2 separate regions of the Mus musculus genome follow, and region 2 is linked to region 1. A link is a contact called in public HiChIP or PLAC-seq data. All regions are on one chromosome and are shown on one strand. Each heading gives the region's core, a stretch centred on a gene start, on an enhancer-like site or on the middle of the called end of the contact. The rest is flanking DNA. Distances are from core to core; before and after follow the strand shown.

Region 1 (6,556 bases), core at 1,611-4,110:
ACCAAATTAGTAAGATCCTATCTCAAAAAAAAGATAAGAAGTATGGAGGGAGACATACAGTACTGACCACTGGCTTACACATACATACACATAAACATACACATGGACACATACACACATATGTATGTACATACATACATACATATATGACTAGCGTATACCTACATTATAAACACAGCATCTACATCATATACTCATAGATAGACAATAACATAAAATAAACTATTGTGTCTTTTGAGATGGTGGGCCAAATGTCTACCCAGTGAACAGGCAGGAACAATTCCAACTAAGACCTGGAGTCCAGAGGTGAGAAAAAGGACTCAGTCAACCCTTTTGCTTACCTGCACCCCTCCTCTTGCACACCACAACAATAGTGATCACACCTCCCAGGAGAACCAGACTAGCAACGATGACCATGATGACGACAGATGATTGAGACGATCTTCCTGGGAAAGGAGTGGAGGGTGAGAGTCATGATGCCCAGTTCTCAGTTCTGATCTTAATCTAGGCTCCTTCTTTCCTTGACTCTGTTACCCTTCTCTTCCTTACCCCATTTCAGGGCAAGGGGCTCGGTTAGCCCCTCATGGTGCACATAACATGTGTATCTCTGCTCCTCTCCAGAAGGCACCACCACAGCTGCCCACTTCTGGAAGGTTCCATCCCCTGAAGGCCTCGTTTCCACAAGCTCCATGTCCTGGGTCAGGTCCTCTTCATCCTTCTGCCAGGTCAGGGTGATGTCAGCAGGGTAGAAGCCCAGAGCCCAGCACCTCAAGGTAACATCACCTTTGGGTCTCGGGTGATGGGCCACATGTGCCTTTGGGGGATCTGGGTGGGGGAAAGGTGGAAAATTCAAGTATTTTGCATTATTTTTGGAGAGTCATTGGAGATCATAGGAGCATCCTCTGGATGGACAGAATTAGGGCACAGGAGGGATGTAAGCACCATACGGGAGTCTGGATCCAGGGACCTATCATGATCCATTCCTTGGAATGTTCTAAAATCAGGGTTAGTGCACTGGATAGTTTTATGTCAACTTGACACAAACTAAAGTTATATGAGAGGAGGGAATCTCCGTTAACAAAATGACAGCATAAGATCAAATTGTAGGCAAGACTAGAGGTCATTTTCTTAATTAGTGATTGATGCTGTGGGGCCCAACTCATTGTGGGTGGTTCCATCGCTGGGCTTGAGGTCTGGGTTCTATAAGAAAGCAGGCTGAGCAAGCCATGGGGTGCAAGACAGGAAGCAGCACTCCTCCATGTCATGTAGATCAGTTATTTGACTTTCTGTCCTGACTTTCTTCAATGACAAACAGTGCTGAAAGGGTAAGCCAAATAAACCCTTTCTTCCCCAACTTGCTTTTGGCCATGGTGTTTCTTTGTAGCAATAGAAGCCCTAAGAGAAAATCTAGTAGGGAGCTTCACATTTCCCATCTCTAGTCCTGATTAGGTTGAGCAGAGACTCACAGCATTAGTGCAGTGTGACTTCCAAAGACATTAGGGGTGTTGAGAGAACCAGACCTGAAAGAGGCCATGGTACACAATGAGCTGCAGACTGAATGGAAGTGGTTGGTTGTGTATCTCAGGGTGTTTTCTCCTTCCATTCTGGGACAGATTCAAATGTTCTGAAAGTAGGGTCAGCCCTGGGGACAGTCACTCTCTGATGTTGGATCAGGAAGGCCAGTACCACTCTTCCTCCTCCTTGTGCAGTATTCCAGCGGATCTGGTATTTCCTCCCTCCCCAGACATCAAGAGCCTCACTTGTATGTTTGAGGGGGTTATCTTTGCTTACTAAAAGTGGTTCCTAGTTGTTCCTCATACCTGCTCGCTGAAGAATCTCCTTGCCATTCCGCAGGAATCTGTGGAGCAGCTCCAGGCACTCTCCCTCCACATAGGCCCTGAAGTACTCTGCTGTGCCAGCTGACTCTAAACGGCTCTTCGTGATCTGAGACACCATGTCCACTGCAGTCCAGGAGCTCAGGTCTTCATTCAGGGTGATGTAATCTGAGCCATCATACGCAGCCTGATAGTGGGCTCCAAGAAGGCGCATGTCTGGCCCTACCTCACAGGAAACCATCCACTGCAGGATGTGAGAGCCTAGCCACAAACAGGGTGTCAGCCTTAGCCACCTCACCCTGCTCCGCCCGCCAACAGGATTTGGACCTAAACTGAAAGTGAAACCGGTTAAAGGTTTCTGAGAGCTCTGAAGCCCAACTCCAAACATCTAACCTGGCACCCAGGGCTACTCTGGTTTGGCAGTAGACAGACAGGAAGGAGTCTGACCCAGGCTTAGGGTCACTCACCGCCTTCACTCTGGTTGTAGTAGCGGAGCAGGGTCCGAAGGTTTGCTCTGGCACTTTGTGCAATATTCTTGACCTTGAGTTTCAGCTCCTTCCAGTACTCTGGTCTTTCCTTCTCCATCCAAGGTGCACGAGGTTCCATCCTCGGAATTTCCTCAATGCTATCACAGCGCTGAAACTGCACGTCGTCAACATAGCCCACAGAGATATACTGGGGCTCCCCACGGCCCGGCCGTGACACCGCAGTGTGGAAATAGCGCAGTGAATGTGAGCCTGGGGGCGAGGCAGGGTAACTTCAGAACTCTTCCCTGATAACCCCGGGCCAGTGAACAAGCATTGGGTTGGGGGTGGGGCAGGGAGCGGAACTCAGGTCCCGGCAGAAAAGGGATCCCCGAGCACCTGGTCCCGATGCCGTGATCCTCTCTTTAGAGGTTATTTACTTCCCGACCCCTGAACTCACCAGAACCTGTTTGGGTAACAGCCAAAGAGACCACCACCATGTGCAGGAGAGCGCGGTTGCTTGAGGACCCCATCCTTCCCGTGGTAGCCCTGATTAGATTCGCTAAGTACACGCCAACCAATTAGAATGGGAATTGGAGAAGCGTCATCAGTATCCGGGCAAAAGTACCCGACAAAGTTTACAGAGTTACAGAGAAGTGAAACCTCAGAGGAAATGGGGGAATCTCCAATGCTGGGTTAAACCTGGAAACTGGGCTTGGATTTGATCTCTGTTCTCCTACACTGAGTACTTAATGTCACGTTTCCTAGAACATTTTTAATATTCTAGGATCAGTATGTTCTCTAAAACAAACAAAACGGTTTTTTTTTCGTTTTGTTTTATGTGTACTGATGTTTTGCTTATATTTATGTATGTGCACCTCATGAATGCCTGGTGACAGCAGAGGCTAGAAGTGGGCATCTGACACCCTGGAACTTGTGATACTGGTCCTATCAATTGCCACATGAGTTCTGGAAATAAGACCCAGGCAAACTCCATGGATAAGTTTTATGAGTTAGGTCTACCAATAATTATCACTTGGGGTGCACACTTATAAACCCAGTCTCCAGGACATATAGGATTTTGGAAGGAGTTCAAGGTTGTCTTCAGCTAGGGAGTTCAGTAACACAGTGAGATGAGGAGCTCTGGTAAGAAATGTTCCAAGAGGTCTTATGGTCAAACCTTTTAGTTATTAGGAGTGGAAGCCCCTGAGTTTTTCTTGTTTGCAAGCTCTAAAGTCCTCCCATCCCACTGGGGATCCAAGCAAGAGTTCTTGGAATCAGTGTAGGCACAGGAAACTGACTTGGATGCAGATTCATTAACACAGTTGGCAATTTGGGAAATAGCTCTGGCAGATAGAAAACAAGGACAATATTTAAACAAAAATATTGAGATAAAGACTAATGAATCTAAAGTTGATTTTAGCAGTTTGATGGTTTGCCATAGACAATATGATTACTCAATTTTCACTCAGAAATCATATTAGTCACAAATGTCATAAATGAACTGTTTAGATGGTATGCTGTATTTCAATAGGCCCACTTGCTGTATATAAACAGCAGTCCCTACAGGTAAATTAGCCAAACTCTCACCCCTATTGCTCAATTTCCATGTTGTTTTGTCTTGTTTTATATTTTGAGACAGGGTTTCTTAGTCCTATCTGTCCTGGACTCAATTGGTAGTTGATGTGGCCTTGAACTCACAGAGATCCTCCTGCCTCTGCCTCCTGAGTGTTGGGGTCAAAGGTGTGCAATGCCATGCCTGGTTCAGACTCCATGTTTGATCACAAATGATCCACGGTGTCAGTAGAACTCAGCTTAAAGCTCGTCATTTTAATTTGCAGTATATTACTCTAAGTTTCATGACTTTCTGCATTCACTATATGTTGGATTTCTCAAGAACTGCTGTGGCGCTGCCCCACCTTTGATATTATTGCCACCCTTTCCTCTCTTGTAATTGGCCAAAGGTTTTACCAAAATGTTATTATTTTCAACATCAATGAAATGACTAGAACAAAAAGAAAATGAGTGGCTTGATTCTTATGGGAAATGAAATTTGGACAGAGTGATTCCTTGGAGAGAAAACCCCAAGATGTTAATGCCCAAGATGCTGCTGGGAAAGTATGAGAGGGTTCATTCTGGTCTTCCCTCTGTCAGAACACAAAGTGAGATCTGCTGAGATTAAGTATTGTAAGTATAAGTAAATTCATCTATCCATTTTAAAGTATGTACTGCAGCTTAGACTGATGTAATACTGGCATAAAATTTCTCTCATTTCCCCCTATTTCTATATCTCTCACTTTCTCTTTTACCCCTCCCTTCTTTCATCCCTCACTCCCATCCTTCCTTAGACAAGTTGTCCTATAGGCCAAGCTAGTGTGAAAATCTCAATGTAGCTCAGGTGAACTAACCTTTTCAACTCTTTTTTAAAAAATTATTAATTCAGTTTTTTTTTATACTTTAAATCCCTATCACAGTTTCCCCTTTCTCCTTTCTTCCCAATCTCTCCCTTTCCACTCCCCTCCCTCTCTCCTCACAAAAGGATCCTCCAATGGATATCAACCCTCCTTAGCATTTCAACTTGCAGTGAAGACTAGGCACATATTCTCCTACTGAAGCTAGGTAAGGCATCCCAGTTAGGGAAAAGGAATTCAAAGGCAGACAACAGAGTCAGAGACAGCCCCTGCTCCTGCCGTTAGGAGTCCCACAAGAAGACCAAGCTGAGCAACTGTTACATATGTGCAGAGGGCCTAGTGACCCTCTATCTCTTGAAATCTTGGCTTATGTGTAATGTGCCTTCACATGGATTTACAGGGTCTTATTTTTTTTCCCTCTGTTGAAAGGAAGTTTAGACCACAGCAATGGGTGAGTGAGGGTAAGTGGGGGACATCTTTAATTGCAGGTGGTGAAAATTACACCATAGACAGAGTAGGTTCACTGTATAAGTCACTGTCTGGAAATCTTTTATTTTCCTGGTTTGTTTATAGATTTGTGGGAGAGGGATGTGTACTCTGGGTGTCCGTGAAACTTTCAGATCTCAGGATAGGCTGTGTGATCAAGCATTTGATATGTTGTAAATATATTCAGGATGTGTGTGTGTGTGTGTGTGTGTGAGAGAGAGAGAGAGAGAGAGAGAGAGAGAGAGAGAGAGAGACTTTAGTGGATCTGGTGATAGAGTTGGGCATATGCATTCATGTAAGAATGAGAGAGGAGATAAGGAGAAGGGAGAAAGACCAAAGAATTAGAGTATTCATCTCTTATCTGAATTATCTGTTAAAATCAATATTCATCAAAGTAGCAGGTTATGTTCCAGTGTTGGTAACAAATTAGGTTATATTTGGTGTTAAATAAACACATGACTATGTAGGAGTGTTTATAGTGGAAAGGGGTGAATATATTATCAGAAAAGATAAAAATAATTTGTGAACTGTAATAGGATATACTTCTTACATCATTTCTTGTACATAGTCCCAAATCCTTGGCCATGTGTGTCAGTTAATATGATTTGTGATTCTTGAAATGTCCTACCATCAACAGTTACATTTAGAACATTTCTCCTAGCTTTTCACAGTGGCAGTATCGTAGCCAATGAGGTTTATCCAAGGCAAGATTATTGCTAATTGAGAACATTTCTCCTCCACGTGTGTGCATGGCAGCCATCTCCTTGCTGTCTGTGTTGAGTCACTGATAATATAGTGAAATTTCCATACTGCTTCTGAGGCCAACTAATCTGAATACATCATACAGGACAATAAAATGACAAAACCACTATGCCTCTGTTGCTAAAGTCATTTACTCAGTCTAGGACATAGATCACTTGTCTTTGGTGTGTTGTTTTCATGTGTTCTAATTATCATTAAATTTAACATCATGATCAGGGGAATCTTGTGGATAAAGTGTAGATGCAAACTGTGATAACAAGTAAATATGATCTCATGAAGTTTGCTATCAAACACTGACTAGGTAATAATATAGGCTCTTAGCCCAGTAAACGCACAGAGGGCAGGTAAAAATGATAGGTGTTGTTTTAGATGCTGAGGTTGGTTACAGTATTGAGAAAATTTAAAAAGTATTTTTGTTTCTCCCTAGTTATTTCTTTTAAGTTGGAGATATGTAATAAGACTCAATACACCAAATTAAGATCCAATCTATTGATAACAACAGAGCAGAGAAGGGCAACAACTCTGTGTGTGTGCGTGTGTGTGTGTGTGTGTGTGTGTGTGTGTGTGTGTTTATAAGAGATAGAAAACACAGAGTTTA
Region 2 (7,068 bases), core at 3,347-5,846, 260 kb before region 1:
TGGAAGAACATTTCATCATCTAATGTCTTCTTCAATTTCTTTTATAGCACCTTAAAGCTTTTGTTGTTATATGTTGTCTACCTCTTTGGTTAGCTTTTTCCCTAGCTATATTAATTTTAAGCTATTGTAATTAAAATATCTTTCCCATCTTTTGATACATATGCAGCTAGAGTCAAGAGCTCCGGGGTACTGGTTAGTTCATAATGTTGCACCTACAGGGTTGCAGGTCTCTTTAGCTCCTTGGATACTTTCTCTAGCTTCTCCATTGGGGGCCCTGTGATCCATCCAATAGCTGACTGTGAGCATCCACTTATGTGTTTGCTAGGCCCCGGCCTAGTCTCACAAGACACAGCTATATCAGGGTCCTAGTTGGCCATCACTGGAAAGAGAGGCCCATTGAACTTTATATGCCCCAGTACAGGGGAACGCCAGGGCCAAAAAAACAGGAATGGGTGGGTAAGGAAGTGGGGGGGGGGGACTTTTGGGAAAGCATTGGAAATGTAATTGAGGAAAATATGTAATAAAAAATATATTAAAAAAGATATCTTTCCCAATATTTTCTCCCAAGCTTGTTATTGGTATAAATAAAATATTGATTCTGTGCATTGATTTTTTTGTCAGGTAACTTTTTAAAAACTATTTATCATATCTAAATTCTTCTGGCGACTCTGTGGGGTATTTTAAGTATAGATTCATGCCATTTACAAATAGGCAAAGCTAATATCTACTTTGCACTCTTATTTTATTGTTCAAACTAAAACTTTGATTGTTGTTCTCAATAAATGTAGAAAGGATTATCATCTTTGTCCTGTTACAGATGCTAGAGGTGGTGATCATAATTCTCCATATCTAGTACAATGTTTATGCATTTGTCATATGTACAGTATTTATTGTTTGGAGGTATGTTCTGTCTATCCCTGTTTTCTTCAATACATTTTATCATGAAGCTGTTGTACATTGGCAGATGCTTTTTCTACATCTCATGTTAATTATGTCATTTTTTGCCATTAAGTCTATTAATACTGTATAGTATGTGTTTGATTTGCACATGGTGATTTTTGGTTTTAAAGGCCATTGTAGTACAACTTTGAATCATCTCAGCAGGGATCCTCGATTGTGAAACTGTCTTGATCATCTTAATTGGTATGGAAAGGTCCACTCCAAATGTGAGTGACACCTTCTGGTGGTAGCCTAGACATAAAAGGATGCATAGAAGAAGGAAGATTGTTTGCCCTCTACTCACTTGACTTTCCCTTTCACTGCTGGGTTAATTTACTTGCTTGCTACTGTTGCTATCTTTGCTGATGTCAGGACAAATTTTCCAGGTTTCCAACATGGACTTAGGACCAGTGGATCTCCAGGACCCTTCCAAATTTCAACTCCAGGACTGTTGGGGCACCCTTTCTTGGGAACTTGCCCTCTTAGTGTGAGATAGCCATTATTTGACTACTCAAACTACTCAGGCACCTAATGTTATAGACTGAGCAACAACTAAGTACTGAGATTTTAGCCATGGTACTGCTGTTACTGAACAATTTAGCCATATTGTGTATCTGTGTGTGTGCATGCCTCTGTGTGTGTGTGTGTGTGTGTGTGTGTGTTCTATTATATTCTGCTTCCTCTAAAGACTCCCAACCAATGTCTGCACATGCTGAACCAGCCTTGTCTCCAAACAATAATACCAATTTGGAGACTGTATAATTTTCATGTGATCTTGAATTTAGATCACAAGTGTTTTGTAGTTATGTTCACTAGAAAATTGGTCTGTAGCTCTTCCTTGATTGATAATAAAATATAAAAACAGTAATTAAATACTCATACATACCTTTTCTGATTACTTGTTACATAACTAAAAACTTTACTCCCTCTCAAAAATTATAATTCATTTTGTATATGTTTTATATATCATGGTGTTCGGCATTTTTAGAAAAATGTTTCCTAAGCTTAAGATACTCTATAACATAGCTCTGTAAACCTAAAACAAATTTTATTGGGATAGTCCATCTTTTGAAAGAACTATGAATATGAACTGAAATACCTTACTGTCTTTTCAGCAATGTGTGTGTGTGTGTGTGTGTGTGTGTGTGTGTGTGTTCACATACATGCCAAATTGTGTATATGAAGGCTAGAAAACAATTTGTAGGTTGTCACATGGGACCCTTGGATCAAACTCAGATCACCAAGCTTGACAGAAAGTGACTACCTGCTGGATCATCTCACGGGTCTCTCATTTCTTTTACTTACATGAAATATAGTATTGTTGCTAAAATCCCTTGCCAGAGAGATATAAGCAATGTCTCCACATTTTTAATGTCCTAAGAGTTAGCAAACCCAATTATGCCAAAGTTCACTATGGGAATTAGTTTATTGAGCTTACAGAACATAGGTGAATACAGGAGTTTGGAGGTTTCTCCTCCAATAGGCTGCATCTGAAAGGCATTACCTAGCAGGAATGAGGTACCCTGTGATCACTATTCCTGGTTATCAACTTGACTACCTCTGGAATGAACTACAATCCAGAAATGGAGGGTTTACCAGATCTTGAGGCTGGAAGATACAGGTTTTTGACCTGGATCTTGACATGGAGATTTTGAGGTATAGTGGCTATATAAAGCTTAGGCCCAAGCAAGGTAGTACATGCCTTTAATTCCGGGAGACTGAGGCAAGCAGACTTCAATGTCAGCCTGGAACAAAGCAAGTTCCAGATCCAGGTGAGGTAGTACACACCTTTAACGTAGGTTACACCTTCTTCTGGAGGCCTACATAAGGTCATTGGAAGAGGGAAGATTCATTCTTCCTTGGCTGCTTGCACTTACTTTCCAGCACATCTGTTGTAACCTACCTATTCAGGATTCCAGCTGTTCCAGCTGGAAATCCAGATGTTCCAGCTGTTCCAGCTGGAAAACCAGATGAAACAGCTAGCCTTGTGTACTGAGCAACTACTAGGCTTCTGGATTTCACATTCACAGCTGTCCATTGTTGGGTTTGTTAGACTACAGAATGTAAATCATTACAATGAATTCATTTAATAATATAGAGATATTCCATAAGTTCTGTGACTATAGAGAACCCTGACAGATACCTACCCATAGTCCCATGAATGGAAACTCCTCCCCTGATCTTCTGGCCTATATACTCTAACTTCTCCCTGCATCCATGTAGTATACAACAGGTGGTAGGGAGCATGTGGATACTCAAGTAGGGTCTTGTGGTCCTTGCACTCTTCCATGAGAGGATGTAAACAGTAAACAATCCCAAATGGGATGATATTTTGCAAGGGGGTTCAGCTTAATGTTCCAAGATGGCAGTTGCTTGGCTCAGAGGACAGACTTTCACAAGTAATAAGCCATGAAGTCTATCAAGCAAATAGAAATGGAATGAGAGAGGAACCATCTTTAGACGAGGATTCCAAAATGGAGAAGACAAATAAAAAGGACAGAAACTAAATAAGTAACTCAATTAGAGACTAACAAAACAGAAACGTACACTTAAGGTTCAGTGTGCCAACTCTTCAGTTTTCAAATATCGCAAGAAGATTTTAAGTCATTGTAACTAGCAACAACTGCATGGTGAAAAAGTTAAATTTCTAATGTAAGATCATTGACCACACATAAGAGATGTTACATATCAGAAGAGAAAACAGGTGGCTGCCACTTTCTCCCTATGGCCTTCACAGCCTCTTTGATGTCCTTATTCCTCAGTGCATAAATTATAGGATTCAGCATGGGTGTGAAAACACTATACAGCACTGAGATCAATCTGTCTTTCTCTAGCGAGTAAGATGAGATGGGCCTCACATACGTGAAGATAGCACTGCCATAATAGAGAATAACAATGAGCAGGTGGGAGGCACAGGTGGAAAAGGCTTTCTGTCTCCCCTCAGAGGAACGGATCCTCAGGATGGTGGAGATGATGTAAAGGTAGGAAAGGATGATGCACAGGAAAGGAGTCCAGCCTATGAGGATCCCAATGGACAGCAAAGCCAGTTCATTGAGGGAAGTATCACCACAAGACAAGATGAGCAAGGGAGGTATGTCACAGAAGAAATAATTGATCTGATTGTTACCACAGAAGGGCAGGTGGAAGGTCAGAACGGTGTGCAACACTGAGTTGAGAAACCCACATGTCCAGCATGAGGCTGCTAACCAGCTGCACAGGGCCTTGTTCATAATAAATGAGTACCTTAACGGCTTACAGATAGCAATATATCGATCATATGCCATTGCTGCCAGGAGGAGACACTCTGAGCCAACAAAGAAAATGAATGCAAAGAGCTGGGTCACACAGCCTCCATAGGAAATGATTTTCTTCTCTGACAGAAGATGCACCATCATCTGGGGGACATTAGTAGTAGTGTAGCAGATGTCAATAAGGGCAAGATTTCCTAGGAAATAATACATGGGTGTGTGTAGGTGGGAATCAGCTATGGTCACCACAATGATAAAAACATTGCCTCCTAAAGTGCATATGTAGGTCAGAAAGAAGATGGTGAAGAGTAAATACTGCAATTCATTCAGGTGGTCGAACCCCAAGATGATGAATTCAGATGGAGCTGTTTGATTCTTTCCTTCCATGATGTCAGCTGGTTTGCCTTTGTGAATTTGACAAACAGGTGCATTGATAATAGTCTGCAAAACAACAAAGCAAGTGCTAGTACCAATAATGTCACCACCGACTACATTGGATACTGAACCACGAATGAAGCAGTTCTTTGCAAGACACAACCCATACCTGCCTCTCAAGATATATGTGCATACTCTCAGTGTTTCTCCCAGGAATCAAGTTCCTATGGATATATAATACTAACATTTTAAACTGAGAAAGATCACAGTGGGATTCTATTTTTAAGGCTTCTCTTTTCATAAAATATTTTAATTGCAAGAAGAATTACTACATAACAGTTCAATTACAAAATTACACCATATATGTGTGTGATAATAATTACATAAATAAAAAAGTTGAGATAAATAAAATGTTTTCCTTTTTAATGTCAATAAATGAAAAATATTGCTTATTTATTCAAAGTATGTATTTCATTGATTTCTGTGACATATACAATTTTATACATTTCAATTACAAGTTTGCAAACCAATCTGTCTGTATTTTTAAAAACTCCCCTCACTTTTTGTGAACTACTGTGAAGAGTTTTCAGTGGTGGGAAAGGAAAATTGGAAAAAGTTTTTCATTTTTATAGTGTAATATCTCTCATCACCAGAATAAGTGAAATTTGTAGCACAACATTCATTCCACTCAAGAAAAATCTCCAAATCCTATTTTCCGATTCACATCTTATCTACTTCTTATATCTGCTCTGCTTTTATTATTATTTTTTTTTAATTTGGGCTTCTGTGGAAGAATTAAGCCAATTATATAGGCTCATGTTTTCTGTTCATTTTATTTAGCAAGCATATTTTCATAACTCTGTATGCCACATATGGGCATGTTTACTACAGATGACAAGACAGAATTTAACCATGCCCTAGAATGATATACTGAAGGTTATCTTGCATAAAATAATTTCATAATATCTAATAAGCATAATTACCACTGTAAAGGAAAACAGTAAAGAAGATGACCTAGTCTGAATACAAAAACTTCCCAGAAAAAATTTATTTGAGCCTCATGAATGAACATGAACATGAGTTGAGTAGATCAGGAGCTAAAAGTAGAAATCTCTTCACATAAAAACAAGGGCACATGAAAAGGAGCCAGGTGTAGGGGAAGCATGAGACCTTAATGTAAGCAAAGATGCTGCACTTCAGGGAGCAAAGGCAAGAGACTTCTTCGGGAAAGATGAAATCATTAAGATATAAGAGTAATAGGAAAAAATACAAGGTCATGAGATGTCTGTGTTCTGAGAAAGACAAGTGTTCCCAAAATAAAATATTAAATATTTGTCAAAATAAAGCAAGGGTACAGACAATGAAATCAGGGTGTGGGTGGGGAGAAGCAGATGAAATGAGCCCAATGGATTTGCTCTTTCAGTCATCCAGAAAAGGGTCATTGAACTTCACTCTAGAGAACTGGGTTGAAAAGACATCAAGAAGCTGGGTGACATCAGGGAATATCATCTCTAAAATTCAAAATGAGCAAGGAATACAGGTCTAGGATGATAATAGAATTATGTTAAATACTTTTTAAATGAGACATGGGATAATTCTGAGGGGATCTCCTTCATGTTAGAAAAGATACAGGGGTTAAATAATTTTCTTGAAATGATACTGATTAAAATATGGCAATATTGAGAGTCACATTTCAGTCCATTTGAAGCCATCATCTGTGTCCTGTGCTCCTAGTTTAAAAAATGGCCTGTGGAGTTTCTCAATGAAACAAAGACAGTGGTCCGTAGAATATAGCTGGTGTAGATCATGTTTCAGTTGTGGCTATGTGCAACTGGAGGCATCTTTGAGATACCCAAGTAAATATTAAGAGAATTAGTAGTTGAACTTTAGAAGCCCCAGAGAGTAGGCAGCAGCACCAGGAGCACAGGAGCATGGCCTGACCCTCCTGAGAGTTTGCTAGTTCTTTTTGTAATATTTCACGTAACAGGAATGTATGAACTACAAAGATAAATCGTGGTATATCAACATACATGTGAATGGAAGCAGATGAAAGAAAGGAAGGGATAAGGAGATGAACATTTTTAAGGCCTCAATTAATTTGCCACACTCATTATCTATACATAAAAGAAAGACAAGGACAAAAATAGAATAAAGAAACCCAGGGAGCTCTAAATCAGAGTTGAAGTATAAAGCCTCATGCAAGGATGTTGTTTGTAAGTCCAAGAAAAACCCTAGTTACCCACTGAGATGATTTCATGAGAAACTTTTCGTGTGGATGACTGTTTCTTCATGAAAAGGCCTTATGATATCAGCAATCTAGAGCCTAGTGACAGAGGGAGCAACAGGGTGACAGTTCTCTTCCCTCTTCAGTGTCTGTTTCACACTCAGAGAGCAAACTGAGGCTCTGAGGCACATAGGTTTTGACAACTAGTCTCACACCAAGTATCCTGTGCCCTGATATCTTCTTTTCTCTTCTTTGTTCTCGTTCATCAGCAAGCTCTCTCAT

What was found. HiChIP or PLAC-seq counts read pairs in DNA pulled down with a chosen protein or histone mark.
Region 2: a contact with region 1 is called in an H3K27ac HiChIP or PLAC-seq map of bone marrow-derived dendritic cells, with 5 times the contacts expected there. The contact joins the promoter of Olfr111 here to the promoter of H2-M3 in region 1. A contact is called at or near these places in 2 of 484 Hi-C or Micro-C datasets (bone marrow-derived macrophages and cerebral cortex), 4 of 115 datasets of contacts at active chromatin or transcription factors (bone marrow-derived dendritic cells, bone marrow-derived macrophages and microglia) and 2 of 9 other capture datasets (adipose tissue and macrophages).

Annotation. Positions count from the first base shown.
Region 1 is chr17:37,266,538-37,273,093 of GRCm38.p6, reverse strand. H2-M3 (histocompatibility 2, M region locus 3) reads right to left here and starts at 2,860. Exons shown (of 8, transcript NM_013819.2): 1 at 2,760-2,860; 2 at 2,303-2,572; 3 at 1,821-2,096; 4 at 550-825; 5 at 342-446. The coding sequence starts at 2,832. It also overlaps the pseudogene Gm25104.
Region 2 is chr17:37,527,485-37,534,552 of GRCm38.p6, reverse strand. It overlaps Olfr111 (olfactory receptor 111), which reads right to left and starts at 4,596. Exons shown (of 1, transcript NM_001005485.2): 1 at 3,556-4,596. The coding sequence starts at 4,574. The coding sequence ends at 3,621.